Regions from separate parts of the Sus scrofa genome. Here all the other regions are linked to region 1. A link is a contact called in public Hi-C and promoter capture Hi-C data. All regions are on one chromosome and are shown on one strand. The core of a region is the stretch at or near the end of the contact, and the rest is flanking DNA. Distances in the headings are between cores, read along the strand shown.

Region 1 (4,693 bases), core at 1,603-4,102:
GGAGGCCAGGGATCAAACCTGCAACCTCAAGGTTCCTAGTCAGATTCGTTTCTGCTTGACCACAATGGGAACTCCAATTTTCTACATTCTTATCACTCATTGACTTCCCCCATTAAACACTTTGGAGAAGTGTAAATCTCTCTTAAAACCTATTAGATATTCCATTAGATTTCTTTTCACCAATAACCTTCCTGAGGGCCTCTGTCCGCTTATGTCCTCCTGTTCTCATCTGGATGGGATGTTTTTAGGCCTGCTGCACAGCTGTCATCTTGGAATGTCTCTACACCGGTCACACTGGGAATTCTCTTTGCTTCTTTCTCAGGTTCCATCTCTGCTTTCTGGATCTCAGCTCTCCTTCTTTCTCACTTTACTCCTTTGTTTTGCTGTGGAATATAATTTAGCGGCTTCCAACACAAGAGTATATGGGAAATAATTTTTTTAATAGCTTGCAGGTCAAAAAAGACATTTTTCTCCTTCATAGTTGATTAATGATTTGTGATTGACTTTTTAACAGGATCACTACCTTCAAGCGTGTAGGGGGTCAAGGTAGCAGCAGATCACTTAGTAGGTATTGCAATAATAAAGGAGAAAGTTAGGGTGGCTTGGGCCAGGTGTATTTTTATCCCATTTTCTGGGAACTTCCCACAACTTTATTTTCTAACTCTTCTATTGAATTTTTAACTTCTGCTTAAAATTTTTTAATTTTAAAAGTTATTTCTCAATCTCCAAATATTCTCTATTCGGCATCCTATGCTCCCTGATGTCGTTCCTTGTTCTCTGATGTGATCTTATGTCTCCATGGATAATGATTATAATTTTTTTTTTTTTTGCTACCTCCATTACCTCTGACTCTTCGGAAACCCTTTTCCTGTTGTTTCATTTTGGTTCTTGATGGGAGTTATTTCTGTCTCTCCTTCAATGTCTGGTAGTCACTGGCTATCCATGCATATTCAAGAGCTGAGTGGGAGAGCTCTGTGGATGGGATGGGGCTACCTGAATGATGGACTTCTCTATGGGATACATGGGCAGGAACAAGATCTTATCTTGAGGAGACCCCACTCCTCACTCCTAGTTTTGGTATGTGTATGTTTTTTCTCACTAAGCCATTCAGTTTCTCAGAGAGGGATCCTATAGTCTCTTGCCAGGAGAAGACCTGCTCTCTGACAAGAAGGTTGCCTTTTACCAAATCTTCCCATTTTCAGCATGATGGCTCCCTCCTTAGCTGTGACACATATGTTGATGCCTCTGTGGTTCAGCCTTTTCAGAGGAGAACCCTCCCAGTTTGCTACCTGGGTGGGACTAGAGTCTAACAGCCCCTTGAACTGCCTCGTAACTAGTCCTTTTTTTTTTTTTTTTTTCTTTTCTCTTCATTGCTGCACTTGTGGCATATGGAAGTTCCCAGGCTAGGGGTCGAATTGGCACTGCAGCTGCTAGCCTACACCAAAGCCACAGCAACTTGGGATCAGAGCCAGGTCTGCAACCTACACCATAGCTCACAGCAACGCTGGATCCTTAACCCATTGAGCAAGGCCAGGGATCGAACTCACATCCTCATGGATACTAGCTGGGTTCTTAACCCACTGAACCACAATGGGAACTCCCTATGACTTTATCCTTTAAATGTCATTTTAGTGGGGTTAAGAGGAGAAGAGGTAAATGTGTTTTGTGTATCCATGGGATTCAGGTTGCCACATTTATGCACAAGTCATTTCACAATGTTTAAATTCTGAGTGTTCTGCCTCTCCTTATACAAAGAGGCAGCTCTTTTCACTGCTTAGAACTATATTCTTGGACTAGGAGTTGGGTGAGGCAAAGTGTGACAAAAGAATAGAAGATACACACATTCTTTCCAAAAAATTACCTTCATTTTGATTCTCAGGTAGAGAAAGAGTCATTTTTCCACCGTGGGATTTCCATCAGCTACTCTTTGGAAAAGCAGGCAAGTCCAGCTGTCTTTCTTATGGTTTTATGTATTTTGGCTAAGGGAGCTGGAGGGCTGGGTGGGGTGCTCAGGAAGGTCAAAAGATGGAAAAATCTGATTCATAACTCATACAAAGTCAGTGCTAGGCAGGGGCAGTAGAGATTACTGAATTCAATTTCCTTTTTTTTTTTTTTAAATGGAAGCTGAAGCCCAGAGGGCTGTAGTTGATTTGAATAGACTTTGGTCTCTTGGGAAATACTTCTCTCTAATGATCGTTAGAAAATGTCACGTTATTAGTAGTCATTGGCCCTTTGAGTGCTCCAAGGCTGCCGGGCCCCTTTCTGTTCCTTGGTCAAAGGTCTTTTCAGAGGGCGTTCTTCTCATGACCAGTCTGGTTTTTTGCTCTTGTTGCCTTTTTGGTTTTTTGGTAGCACTCGTTAATTTTTAAAATTATGTAATTATTTTATTATTTATCTGGTTTTCCCTGTAAGCACTATGAGAGAAGAGATCTTTCCTGTCTCGTTCGCCACTCAATCCTCAGAGTGAACCGGGATTCGAACCTAATAGTCTGGGTCCAAAATCCGCGCTTTCAGCCACTACATTATGCTCTTATTTGGTGAAGAAAGCAGAGGATGGGCTTCTGCGTTCCTAGGCAAGCAAGAGGGCAAGAAGACATCTCCCTACTGGGAGAAACGAGCAGGTGGAAAACATCCGCACCCAAGCGAGCGGCGCCCCCTCTTGACCTTTCTCTCCGGAAGCGCATGCAGGCCTCCGCTGCGAGTGCGCACGCGCGGCCGCCGGGGGTCGCTCTGGGTCGCGCGCGGAGCGGGGACGTGAGGGGAGGTTCCGCCCCTGGGGCAGAAGGGCGCCTGCGCCAGCGGGGCTCGGGTCGGGACGCGCAATCTCGCTCCCTCCCTCCCTCGCCTGCGCGCGCGGGTGGGCGTGGGAGGAGGCGGGGAACAGGGGAGGGGAGCGAGGGGGCGGGTGTCGCGGGAGGGACGGAGCGAACCGTAGAGCGTCGTCCTGAGAGGAGTGAAGGCGGCAAAATGGCGGACCGCTTCTCCCGCTTCAACGAGGACCGAGACTTTCAGGTAAACACGGGCGTCGCCGAGGATCCGGGGAAGGCGCTGGCCGCGCCAGAACCTCCTCATCCCCTGCTCCCAGCTCTCCACCCCCACCCCCCCGTTCTGCTCCGGCTTCCGAACCGGCTCCCTTTTCTCCCGCGTCCGATTCCTCCAGGGGCCTCCTAAGCTTGAGGCGAGGCCGCATCTCCTCTCAGCTCGTATTCTTACCTCTTAATTCAGGCGGCAGGGTTTGCGGCCTCGGTCTGTTCCGGCTGCGGCTTTGGGAGCCCCAGCCTGGCGGCTGAGTGGGGGGCTGTGCTGCCCTCGGGTGTGCCGGGCGTGTGCGGGCGCTAGGTTGGCTCCCAGAGGCAAAGGGGGGGTGGGGTGGGGGTCAGAGGGCTTGGGGCGAGTGTTGCTGAAACCAGGGCTCCCGAACCCCTGGATTTTGCTCGTACGGCTCTTCTTGGGGTTCTTCTCCCTCTTTCCTCACTGTAACAAATAAATCCCTTTCATTGTCTATTTTATCATTTCCTTGCCCGGAAAAAAGGGGCTTTATTTATCAGATGCCTTCTTGGTTAGTCACACAATGAGATTTTCCTGGGCGAAATGTTGTTGTTGTCATTAGGCCGTTAATTGGCCTTGCAAAACAGCTTGGAAGATGGTCGATGTAAGCTTAGCCCCAAATCCTACCTTGAGCGATTTGTAAGAAGCGTCATGATAACGGACTTTACAAGCAGATGATGACTAGTATCAAAGGCTTGATTTTTCTTTCCAAAGTTGCAAATGTTGTCTGGAAAAATGTCCTTGCCATGGCAGGCGTTATGGAGGAAAAAATAAAGGCCAAATGAGAACAACACGTCTTTCGGCTGTTTCGAATACCTTCCTGTTGAGCATTGTTACCGCAGAAATCTCTGCGACTAAAGGGCATTTGGTAGAGATGGGCTCTTTCTAGGGTAAAAGACATCCTCAGAGTCTCAAAGAAACCACTGCATTACTACCGCATATCCCAGCAACAGCAGTTTGGGTCTGGGGATGAACAACCGAACTCAAGTTTTTATCCCGCTGCAGATCTTTCTCAGCAACACGGGGATATTCTAGTTTGGTTTCAAAAGGCAGTTTGAAATGGTTTGAATTCCCCGGGAAGATTGGGTTGGTAAATAAACAGGTAAAGCAGTTCAGCCAACACTGTTAACAGTCTAATGCATAGAACGCTAAATGAGAAGTTTTGCAGCAGCAGTAAGGGATCTGGGGGCTGTCGAAAAGCCTTGTGATCAGGCGCCTGCTGTATAGCTGCAGCACTACACAAGATCTCAAGGTGTTTGAAGATATTATGCAAGTCCAGGGAAGTTTGAAGTAGTTCATATTAGCCGTTTCCCTGGGACATGATCTCTGGAAAAGGTGGTGGGTTTGGTTTTGTTTTTAGGGAGCACCATAAAACATGAGTAAGCTGCAGGATGTGTGGGGTTTATTGGTAGTTTTTAAAGAGACGGGTGACAACTAAAACCCTCAAATACTTTTAAGAGGAGGTAATTTGAAGGTCACTTAGTAAAATTGAAAATAGATAATATGGACAATTAAGTTTTGTGTTTGTCAGCCACAGGATTTCAGCAGTCTTAAACAGGATTTGCAGGGCCTTGACAGTTTTTGAAAACTGGAGAGCAGAGTATGAATGTGGTCACCTGAAAAAATCGAGAAAACCTCTATTTTT
Region 2 (4,693 bases), core at 1,370-3,869, 240 kb after region 1:
AACCAGCCTCTACGCTCCAGAGTGATCTACTTAAAATGCAAATCTGGTCAAACGATTCCCCCTGAGGACCCTCACAGCCTGTAGGGTAAAAGCTCACAATCTCCGAGGCACACCCTTAGTCCTGCATCGTCTGCCCACCTTACCTCCTGCTGCTTCCCCACCCACTCCTGACCCAGCCAGTGCCCAGACTTCTCTTTCCTCTCTTTTTTGGGCCACACCCGTGGCATGCAAAAGTTCCCTGGCCAGGGACCAAACCTGTGCCACAGCAGTGACAAGAGCCACTTCATCGACAACATCGTTGGATCCTTAACCCCCTGAGCTACACGGGAACTCCAAGGATGTTTCACTTCTGAAGTTTCTGTTCGAGATATCCTGACCAACTCTTTTTACGTCATTTGATCTCACCTCCCCGCCACCTCGGTCCCCTATGCTCATCTTCTTGTTTTAACACACTGTTTGGCAGTTATTTTCCTACAGGTCTGTCTACCCCACAAATTGTGAACTTCTTGAAGGAGTGTAACTGTCTTATTGTATCTTTGCATCCCAGCACAGATGCACCATAAGAATTTTCACAGTGCACCAATCAGTAACAGCTAAGATTTACCCAACAGTTACACATTAAAAGAGTTTCACATGTACTAACTTGTTAATCCCCACCACAATCTAATGAGATAGGTACCACCATCACACAAAGTGACAGGAGAGGAAACTGAGGCAACGGAGAGCTCATTTGCTAAAGTTCATTTGTCAGGTCCAAAGATTTAAATTCAGGAGTTCCCGTCGTGGCTCAGCGGTTAGTGACACCCCCCCCCCGCCCCCCGCCGCCAGTCTAGGATCTATGAAGATGCGGGTTTGATCCCTGGCTTCGCTCAGTGGGTTAAGGATCCAGCGTTGCCGTGAGCTGTGGTGTAGGTCGCAGAGCGGCTTGGATCCCAAGTTTCTGTGGCTGTGGTGTAGGCCAGCGGCTACAGTTCGATTGGACCCCTGGCCTGGGAACCTCCATGTGCCGCGGGGGCGGCCCTAAAAGACAAAAAAAAAAAAAAAAAAAAAACACCACCCACCGAAGATTTACATTCAGATGATTCCTGGTCTTTACGCTTAGGACTACTGCTTCAATAAATGCTTGCTGAAGACTAAAGTATATGATTTAAAACTGCCCTCGTTTAATCTTATCTTCTGAGGGAAGAGGGCTCTCATACACCCGTTCCAAGACTCCAGACCAAGAGAATAACCGAGATGGAAGCGCCAGTCTAGCCATCTACTGTGGCTGGGAAAGGCCCTTTGCTCCAGAAGGTAAAGAGGGATTGTGAGAGAGCGCGGATACGGGCACACCCAGGCGAGTAGAACTGGGTCGGAAGAAGGGTCTGGTTAGTGCCCGGCAGGCTGTGAAGAGGAGAGATGGGGGTCCAGCGTGGGTTCCGGAAGCAGGAAAGGCGAGCAGGTGTGGGATCTAAATTAGGATAAGGGCGGGGAGGACGCTCCGCTCAGAAAGGCACAGCTCGGCCTCCGCCCTCAGCGGAGGACCCTCATCTCGGGCGTCTGTTGGTTCTCAGGCCTGAGAACCGCCCAGAAACAAGGGGAACGGAGGCTCGGACGAGCCCCTTCGGCTCCACGGGTTTTCTGCCCTGAGGTACTAACTGCGTCCCACTTCAACTCTGGCCTCTTCACACAAGTGGCTGCACGCTTCAGGGTAAAAGCCGGGATTGGGGGGAGTCTGGGCGGGGGCGAAAGAGCCGGGAGCCCCGAGGGAAGGGCGGGGGAGCCTGGGCCGGAAGGCGTCCCAGGCTCGGCTAGGAGCCGGCGCTCTCTTTCGACGCCACCCGCTGCCCCCGCCCCGGAGCCGGCCGGGACGGCACAACGTCTCCGCCCCCAGCGCACCGCGCACCTCACCTTGAACGCCGCCCCGCCCACCGCCATCCTATTGGGCTGGCTGGGTCGACGCGAGGCGGCGATTGGCCGAGGTGCTCCAGAAGACCCCGCCCATCTCCCCGCCCCCGTCCCCGTCCGCCGGTACTTTGGACGGCGGCGTGGCGCCCCTCCTCCCCGCCCGGTCCCCGCCCCCTGGAGCAAATGCTGCCGAGCTGCGGCCGCGGGGCAGATGCACGCGCTCGGGCCCTTCTAGCAGGCGCGAGCAGTCGCTGGGCGCGCGAAAGCGAAAGAAGGAAGAGGAAGGGAGGGCGGGGGCGGGGTGTTGAGGAGGGGCGGGAGGAGGAAGAGGAGGAGGTTGGAGCGCGCTCGCGCTTGGCCTCGCGCCCGCGCGGAGGGAGGGGGAGAGGGGCGCGCGCGCGCACGCTCGCGTTCTCGCTCGCTCCATCCATCCATCCTCCGGTCGCGGCACGCGCGCGCGCTCCGGGCTCGCGCCGCACCCCCCGCCCGGGAGAGGCGGGCTGGAGTGGGGGGCGGGGGGAGGGGCGCGCGGACGGCGCGCGGACTGCGCGCGGGCGGGGTGAGGTGAGGAGGAGGAGGCGGCGACGGGACGAGAAGGGAGGGGAAGGGGCCATGGCCGCCCGGTGAGGCGGCGAGGCGGGGGGCGGCCCGACCCCCCGGCCCCGGGCCCTGGGCCCCGGGGAGAGGCGAGGACGGACCGACGGACATGGGGCTCCGGAGCAGCCGCCGCCGCCGCCGCCGCCGGAGGACGCGGCCCTGAGAGGCCGCCGGGCCCCGGCGCGGCCCCCCGGGCGGGGTGAGTACGGGACGGAGACGGGGACGGGGGAGGGGCCTGCGGGGGGCGGGGGGCGGGGCCCGAGGCGGGGCTTGGGCCCCTCCCCCCAGGTCTGGGTCAGCGCCCCTTCCCCTCCCCCCGGGCCGACGCGGAAACGCCCGGCTTCCCCCGGCTTCCCGGCCCGGCCGGGGCCCCCCGCGCTCCCCCTGTCTGGGTCCCCCCTGGGCGGGGCAGGGCCGGCCGGGGAGGGGGCGCGGGGCCTTTGTTAGGGAGCCAGGCCCCAGCCCCCGGGACAATAGAGACACCCTCCCGGACTCTTCTCCCCGGCCGGCCGGGGCTGTCGGCGGGCGGGGAGGGAGAGGGGCCGGGACGCGTCCCACTCTGCCCACTCTCTAGGGGTCGGTCTGTCCCGGACCGGCGCCGGCCTCCGGCGACTCGGCTCTCCTCTCCTCTCCTCCCCCCAGTCGGTATGATGCAGCAGCAGTGCCGCAGGGACGGGGGAAGAGCCGAGGCCCGGCCTCCTACCCTCCCCAGTGCCCCTGGCTCATTTGTCAGTCCCCACCCCACTCTAGGCCGGCAGCTCCTTAAACTCGTACCCACCGTTCAGAGGGGCCCCGGACTGTGGGCGCTGTTTCAGAATCCTTTGGTGGGGATTGCTGGACTTTGGGGCTCTTGGAGAGACTTCCGGGCTGGTCCTGAGGGAGGGAGGGTAGTTATCTAAAAGAAGACCAGGTAAGGGGAGTGCCCACTCTCGGCATGCCATCCCACCGGACTCTGCCTCCTCTTGCTCGGGGCGGCTGGAGATGCCCCTCAGCTCTAGGTTTCTGTGGGCTCTGCTCCCCTCCTGTAGTGGCAGGCTTATTTCAAGGGAAGACGGAGTGGGGTGAAGGTTGTAGGGTCCTAGGGCCATTCTTACTTCTGGTAGCAGTACCCCCCCAAGTGGACATCCTGGCTGAAAGCAGAGGTGACTCTGAGGAGAGCCTTGGGAAGGGGGGGGAGTGTATTTAGGAGTCTGTGCAGTTCTTTGCCACACCCTGTGGGTTTGCTTTGAGGCCTTAGAGTTCCTTTTCCTCCCCCTGCTGCATTGCACCATGGGTATTGAAAAGGGGTTTGAGTTTGGGGGACCTGGGGTGAACTGCTGCCTCCTGTAGACCCAGACTGTGATTGACAGTAGAGTCCAGGGCCTGAGTTCCGGCCTGGGAAGGACTAGGCCACCTTTGGCTTTCAGGCCCCAGAGGACCATCCAGACTTAGGGAGCCTTGGCCTTAGGGAGAGGTGGATCTTGATGCCACCGTTAAGCTCTGGGCAGTGAGGTACGGAGGGGAGGTGGCAGACCTCAGAGGTGCCCTGGACTCACAACAACACCCCCACCCCCATGTGTGCAGCCGTGTTGCCGCCCGCTGTGCTATGAGCAGTCAGAGCGCCGTCTCCACAAGAGTTTACAAATGAAAATGGAGGAAATGTCTTTGTCTGGCCTGGATAACAGCAAACTAGAGGTGAGGGCTCCCCCACGTGTGCCTCTAGTTCTTTCTCTTGATGTCTCTACGTCGCTATATCTGGCATCCACACCGGAGAGGAATTTGGGTAGTCAGCCTTGTTCCTTAAAGGGAATAGCCAGCTGAAAAGGCCCAAGGATCCGGAAGAAGAAAGAACTCGAAGTCAGGCTGGGGAAAATGGCAAAGAAAGCATTATTTTTGGCCAGGGCGAACTGGCAGGCGCTTTGGTTGGTGAGAGTTGCTCTCAGTCCGGGGGGCTGCGACTCTCGTGACCCTGGATGTTCTGCCCCGGGCCCAGGCCATCGCTCAGGAGATATACGCGGACCTGGTCGAGGATTCTTGTTTGGGATTCTGCTTTGAGGTACACCGAGCTGTCAAGTGCGGCTACTTCTTCCTGGACGACACGGACCCTGATAGCATGAAGGATTTTGGTGAGCTTCAGGGTTGAAGGCGCGCAGTCTCGCCCTGCCCTGGGAGGGCTCCAAGGGTCCTTCTCCAGCAGCCACACCAGGTGTAGAGTCTGGAGCTCCTGTGA
Region 3 (4,693 bases), core at 717-3,216, 140 kb after region 1:
TTACCCGAGGATCCCCCAAGGTCTTCTCAGTCTCACAGAATTTTCCTGTGGGGGGGTGGCAGGAAATGTGAGCTGCTCCGCTCTGGGTGTGGACTCTACCTAGCTTTTCGCAGATAGCACTTGAGCTAAGAGTCTGTAAATGAGCAGGATGGTGACATCATTCTTATTTTCAGTTGAAGAAACTGAGGTATAGTGACAAATCTCAAAGGCATCCTATGGCAAGAAGAAAACCAGAAATGGAGCGCGAGTCCCTCATTTACTGTGAGGAAGACAGGCTCCGAGGTCTCCGAGGGGGATTCCTGGCTGGGCTACTTTGCAGCTCATCTTGGCTCTGGGGAGGAAAAGGGTGTAAGGAGTTATCACTACCACTGCCTGTATTTAGAGGCAGAGGTAAGATCAGAATCCTGGTTGCTCTAAAGACCCTTTCCAGAACGTTCTGTGCCATGGGGTGGGGTGATGGGGGGATTAATAATAATAATAATAATGACAGTCGTAGTCATTGAGGGCTTCCCATGTGCCAGACAGGGGTCTAAGCACTTTACTGCTATTAAATCATTAAATCCTCACAAAATTTCTGTGAAACGGAAGTATTTTTATCCCCATCAGCTCATTTTGGGCTTCCTAGAGGTGGAGATCCCGAACGTCCTTTCGCAGGGAAAGCACATGGTTGGCCCCTTGGAATCCACGTGCTAAACCGGCGTGCACCGGCCGGCTGGGTGACTCCAGGCCCAGATGGGACCGTTCCCGGCGGTGCAAGGCGGGGGAGCCGGTGACGTCAAAAGCACGGCCTATCCTTCTTAAAGGCGCAGGTTCACACTCCGAGTTAGTTTTTCTGTTGGGACAAATAACCGCTGACCACAGGAAAGTTGTAGAGGCGAGACAGCTGGTGGTCTCGGGTAAGGTCGGGAAAGAAATGCGTCTCCCTGAGAAGCGGGATCAGAGATGGCATCGCAGGATTTATGTCCACCTGTCACCTGGGGAGGCAACCTGGTGCAGGGAAAAAGGTACTTACCCGGTTCTAATACCGGATTCTTCGAGCCTCATTCCGTCTTCTGTAAAATGGGGTTAATAATAACCCATTTCTAGATATTCGGAGATTTAGAAGAAATCGGTTTTGTGAGAGTAAGCAACAAAGAAATGTGGGTCCCCTACCCCTACTCAATCTTCACCCTTTGCGAAGGAGGAATCCGAGGCACAGAGCGGTGCTGTGACCTGCCCAGGGTCACATGGCGATGGGACGAAGCCCAGATTGAATCCGGTTTAACCCAGGTTTCCCGGCTCCCGGGCCAGCCTTCTATCGCTGTCCAGCCTACCAGGCCCAGGTTACTTACTGCTTCTCTAAATCTATTGCTCGCGCTCGCGTGTTACCCGGCAGTTTGTCAAGAGGTCTTGGAATTTCAGTCTCAATGGATTGCCTGTTAAGTGCGGACGGCCCCATTTGATACAGTCGCCGTTGAGTTGTAAAAACTTAGCAGAGTCCGGTAGTTAAATGCTTTGCCATCGCCGATTCAAAAGCCCGCCTCCATGCAGATGAGGAAAATGGGGGGATGCGGAGAGTGCGTTGCTCACGCTCGTTTGCAAAGTTTGAGGGATCAGCAAGCTGCCCGGGTGCTGGTGAGGTGTGTTGGTGACAATACGAAGTCAAGCGTATCACTGCCGCCAGGTCACACGCGGCGCCGAGACCCCCAACCTTGGCGCGTGGGCCCGGCAGGGCACTGGGGAGGCACAGGTGGCGCGGGTCCGAGACAGCGCTGGTCCTGGACGAAGCTGGTACGAGTAGCAGCGCCGGCGTCACTCCGGGCGTGCGGCCGGTCGGCCCACGGGGGCGGGGCCTCCCGGCGCGTTCCGGGGGCGGGGCGAGCTCCGCCGCTTTCCGAGTCGGCCTTGCTGCCCGGTGAGGGCTCGCGGAGCCCGCACCGGCCGCGGAGCCGCTATGGGCCCGCCCGGCCCCGGGCGCCGCGGCGCGCGAGCACCGGCCAAGAGCCAGGTGAGTGGGCAGGACCAGGGTTGAGGGTTCGGCTGGAGACGGAGGCGGGAGTCGGATCTAAGGGGGTCCCGGGGAGGCTGAGCCCGGGGGTGATGGGCTGAAGGCCGGGAGTCGCGGGCCGACCTCGTCGGCCCCACCGGGCGCTCTCTGAGCGGCTCCGGGGTAGAGAGTGTCGCCGAGGGACGAGGAGCTATCTTTCGTCGATCCCCACTTCTCGCACTCTCGGCCGACCGATTTGGGGGAGGGAGAGCAGAGAGACTGTTCTTCCCACCCAGGCCCGGGGCCTGGCGCTTCTGGCCTTGGGAAGATGGGTGCGGGAGAGGACCAGGCACCCATGCCTGCAGTCCCCAGAAAACAGATGGGGGACTGAGTCCCCTTGGCCGCTCTCAGATGTGTTTCTTCCCCTCACTCGTCTGCCCCACCTCTCCATGCCCTGTGACTTGGGGCTCAGGAGTGGGGGGCCTAGAGGGGCGGCTCAGGCGTTTTGATCTTTAGGCCCCAGACCCCCCCCCCCGCACCTACGCTGAAGAGATGCCCCGTAAATCTGTGTGGGGAGGGTAAGGGCATGGCGGTGGGTCATTACTGCCCGTTAAACCATGGGCGACTCTTCCAGTTTCCTTCCCGACTACAGACCAGACCCCCAGAGGGACCTTGGGTAGATCACTTCACCTCTCTGAGCCTCAGGTTCCCCGATGGCAAAGTGGAGTTGGCAGTAATTGCTTTAATGGGTTGTTGCGAGAAACTCACTCTCAGTGGATGGATGGGGTGAGGGTCCGGGTAGTGTCCCCAAGTGCCCCTGCCTTGTTTTCTTTCCCCTCCCCCCGAGTCTGGTTTTGTGGGTAGATGCTCCGTTTGAGTGACCTTTGCTTTCCAGAACTGAAGCTGCGAGATGGCCGAGCAGGACCCCGGGGGCATCAGCCCCCTCCAGCAAATGGTGGCATCAGGCGCTGGGGCTGTGGTCACCTCTCTCTTCAGTAAGAATTGGGGAGGGTCGCGGAGGGGCGGGCAGCTGGGAATTGGAGGGGTCAGGGTGGGTCCTGCAAGGAGTCCTCAGACCTGCCCTCCTCCCCCAGTGACCCCCCTGGATGTGGTGAAGGTCCGCCTGCAGTCTCAGCGCCCCTCGGTGGCCAGTGGTGAGTGCCCAACCCCAGAGCCCGTAGGGTAGGGGCTGGTGCCAAGGATTTCCCAGAGGTGGGGGCTTCCGAGTAGGTAGGGGACACTCCCAACTTGGGTACTGCCTTGTATTTTAGAGCTGATGCCTCCATCCAGACTCTGGAGCCTCTCCTACGCCAAATGTGAGTGCCCTAAGCCACAGGGTACCTGTAAGGGTCCAGGGGAGGGAGTGTACCAGTCTGCCCAGGGCTCACAGGGGCCCCACAGCTATGGACTAGCACTGGCTTCTAGATCCCATCAGCCACCCCTCTCTCTCTGACACAAGAATGTCCACCCATGGACCCCAGGCTCTGCCGGCCCTCCAGGGATGGGGATGGGAGCGCACTGCCTCCTGCAGGGTTCCAGGCCTGTCATCCTGATGCCCCCACTCCTTCCCCAGTGCCCTCCTCTCTCCAATCCACAGGGAAGTGCTTCCTGTACTGCAATGGTGTCCTAGAGCCCCTGTACCTGTGCCCGAATGGTACTCGCTGTGCCACCTGGTTTCAGGACCCCACTCGCTTCACTGGCACCGTGGTGAGGAGCAGCTGCACCCTGAGCTGGGCCTGTAGGCCTTGCTGAGGGGTACAGATTGGTTGGGCAGCAGACTAGGAAAGAATGAGTAGTGGGAAGCATGTAGGGCTGGCCAGTTCGGTTTGGGAAGGGCTTCCCTGAGGAGGTGGTGCCTTCAGGAGGTTTTGAAGGGTGAATAGGAGTCCACTTAGAGCCAATTAGGGAATTATGTGTGTGGAGGCCTGAGCAGAGGCATCAGGCCAGGGCCCAGCCTGGGCCATGTCCATCACAGGCCTTGTTCACACTCATCCTCCCTCCCCCTGGGCTGGTGCCTGCTTGGCCAGGATGCCTTTGTGAAGATCGTGAGACACGAGGGCACCAGGACCCTGTGGAGTGGCCTCCCAGCCACCCTGTGAGTACCCCAGTACTGTGTCTGGTCTCCTCCTGTTACCCCACAGATCCCTTACTGCCCTGTGGGCCGGCCAGGCGAGGCAGGGAGGCTGGGGGTTAGGGAGCGTGGGGAGTCTTGGCTAAGCTGTTGAAAACCCTGTAGGGTGATGACTGTGCCAGCCACTGCCGTCTACTTCACCGCCTACGACCAACTCAAGGCCTTCCTGTGTGGGCGAGCCCTGACCTCTGACCTCTATGCGCCCATGGTGGCTGGCGCCCTGGCCCGCCGTGAGCACAGCCCTGGGCCCTCAACCGCCCCCTGACCCCACCTGTGCCCAAGTTCAGTCCTGACTCCCAGCCCCACCTCTGCCAGCCTGGGGGTGGGGGGGGTTGCCCAAGGCCCCCAGACTGGGCAAGCGGCCCCTGGGACCTGTGAGCTGACCCCTCCCCACCGTTCCCTCCCAGTGGGCACCGTGACTGTGATCAGTCCCTTGGAGCTGGTTCGAACAAAGCTGCAGGCTCAGCATCTGTCGTACCGGGAGCTGGGCACCTGCGTCCGAGCTGCTGTGGCTCAGGGCGGCTGGCGCTCACTGTGGCTGGGCTGGGGTCCCACTGCCCTCCGCGATGTGCCCTTCTCAGGTAGGCACCACACCA

The links. Promoter capture Hi-C pulls out the DNA fragments that hold promoters and counts their contacts. A called contact is a pair of places that touch in the nucleus more often than the background predicts.
Region 2: a contact with region 1 is called in a promoter capture Hi-C map of liver, with 4 times the contacts expected there. The contact joins the promoter of ATXN7L3 here to the promoter of GPATCH8 in region 1. A contact is called at or near these places in 2 of 5 promoter capture datasets (fetal liver and liver), 13 of 47 Hi-C or Micro-C datasets (alveolar macrophages, embryonic fibroblasts, fetal liver and 9 more) and 1 of 2 datasets of contacts at active chromatin or transcription factors (alveolar macrophages).
Region 3: a contact with region 1 is called in a Hi-C map of liver, with 6 times the contacts expected there. The contact joins the promoter of SLC25A39 here to the promoter of GPATCH8 in region 1. A contact is called at or near these places in 7 of 47 Hi-C or Micro-C datasets (embryonic fibroblasts, heart right ventricle, liver and 1 more) and 1 of 2 datasets of contacts at active chromatin or transcription factors (alveolar macrophages).

Annotation. Positions count from the first base shown.
Region 1 is chr12:18,773,652-18,778,344 of Sscrofa11.1, forward strand. GPATCH8 (G patch domain-containing protein 8) reads left to right here and starts at 2,853. Exons shown (of 8, transcript XM_021066861.1): 1 at 2,853-3,012. The coding sequence starts at 2,968.
Region 2 is chr12:19,009,705-19,014,397 of Sscrofa11.1, forward strand. It overlaps ATXN7L3 (ataxin-7-like protein 3), which reads left to right and starts at 2,620. Exons shown (of 13, transcript XM_021066885.1): 1 at 2,620-2,683; 2 at 4,048-4,158; 3 at 4,457-4,589. The coding sequence starts at 4,108.
Region 3 is chr12:18,913,575-18,918,267 of Sscrofa11.1, forward strand. SLC25A39 (solute carrier family 25 member 39) reads left to right here and starts at 1,967. Exons shown (of 12, transcript NM_001244966.1): 1 at 1,967-1,987; 2 at 2,862-2,961; 3 at 3,061-3,120; 4 at 3,238-3,282; 5 at 3,540-3,673; 6 at 3,994-4,061; 7 at 4,203-4,327; 8 at 4,505-4,678. The coding sequence starts at 2,877.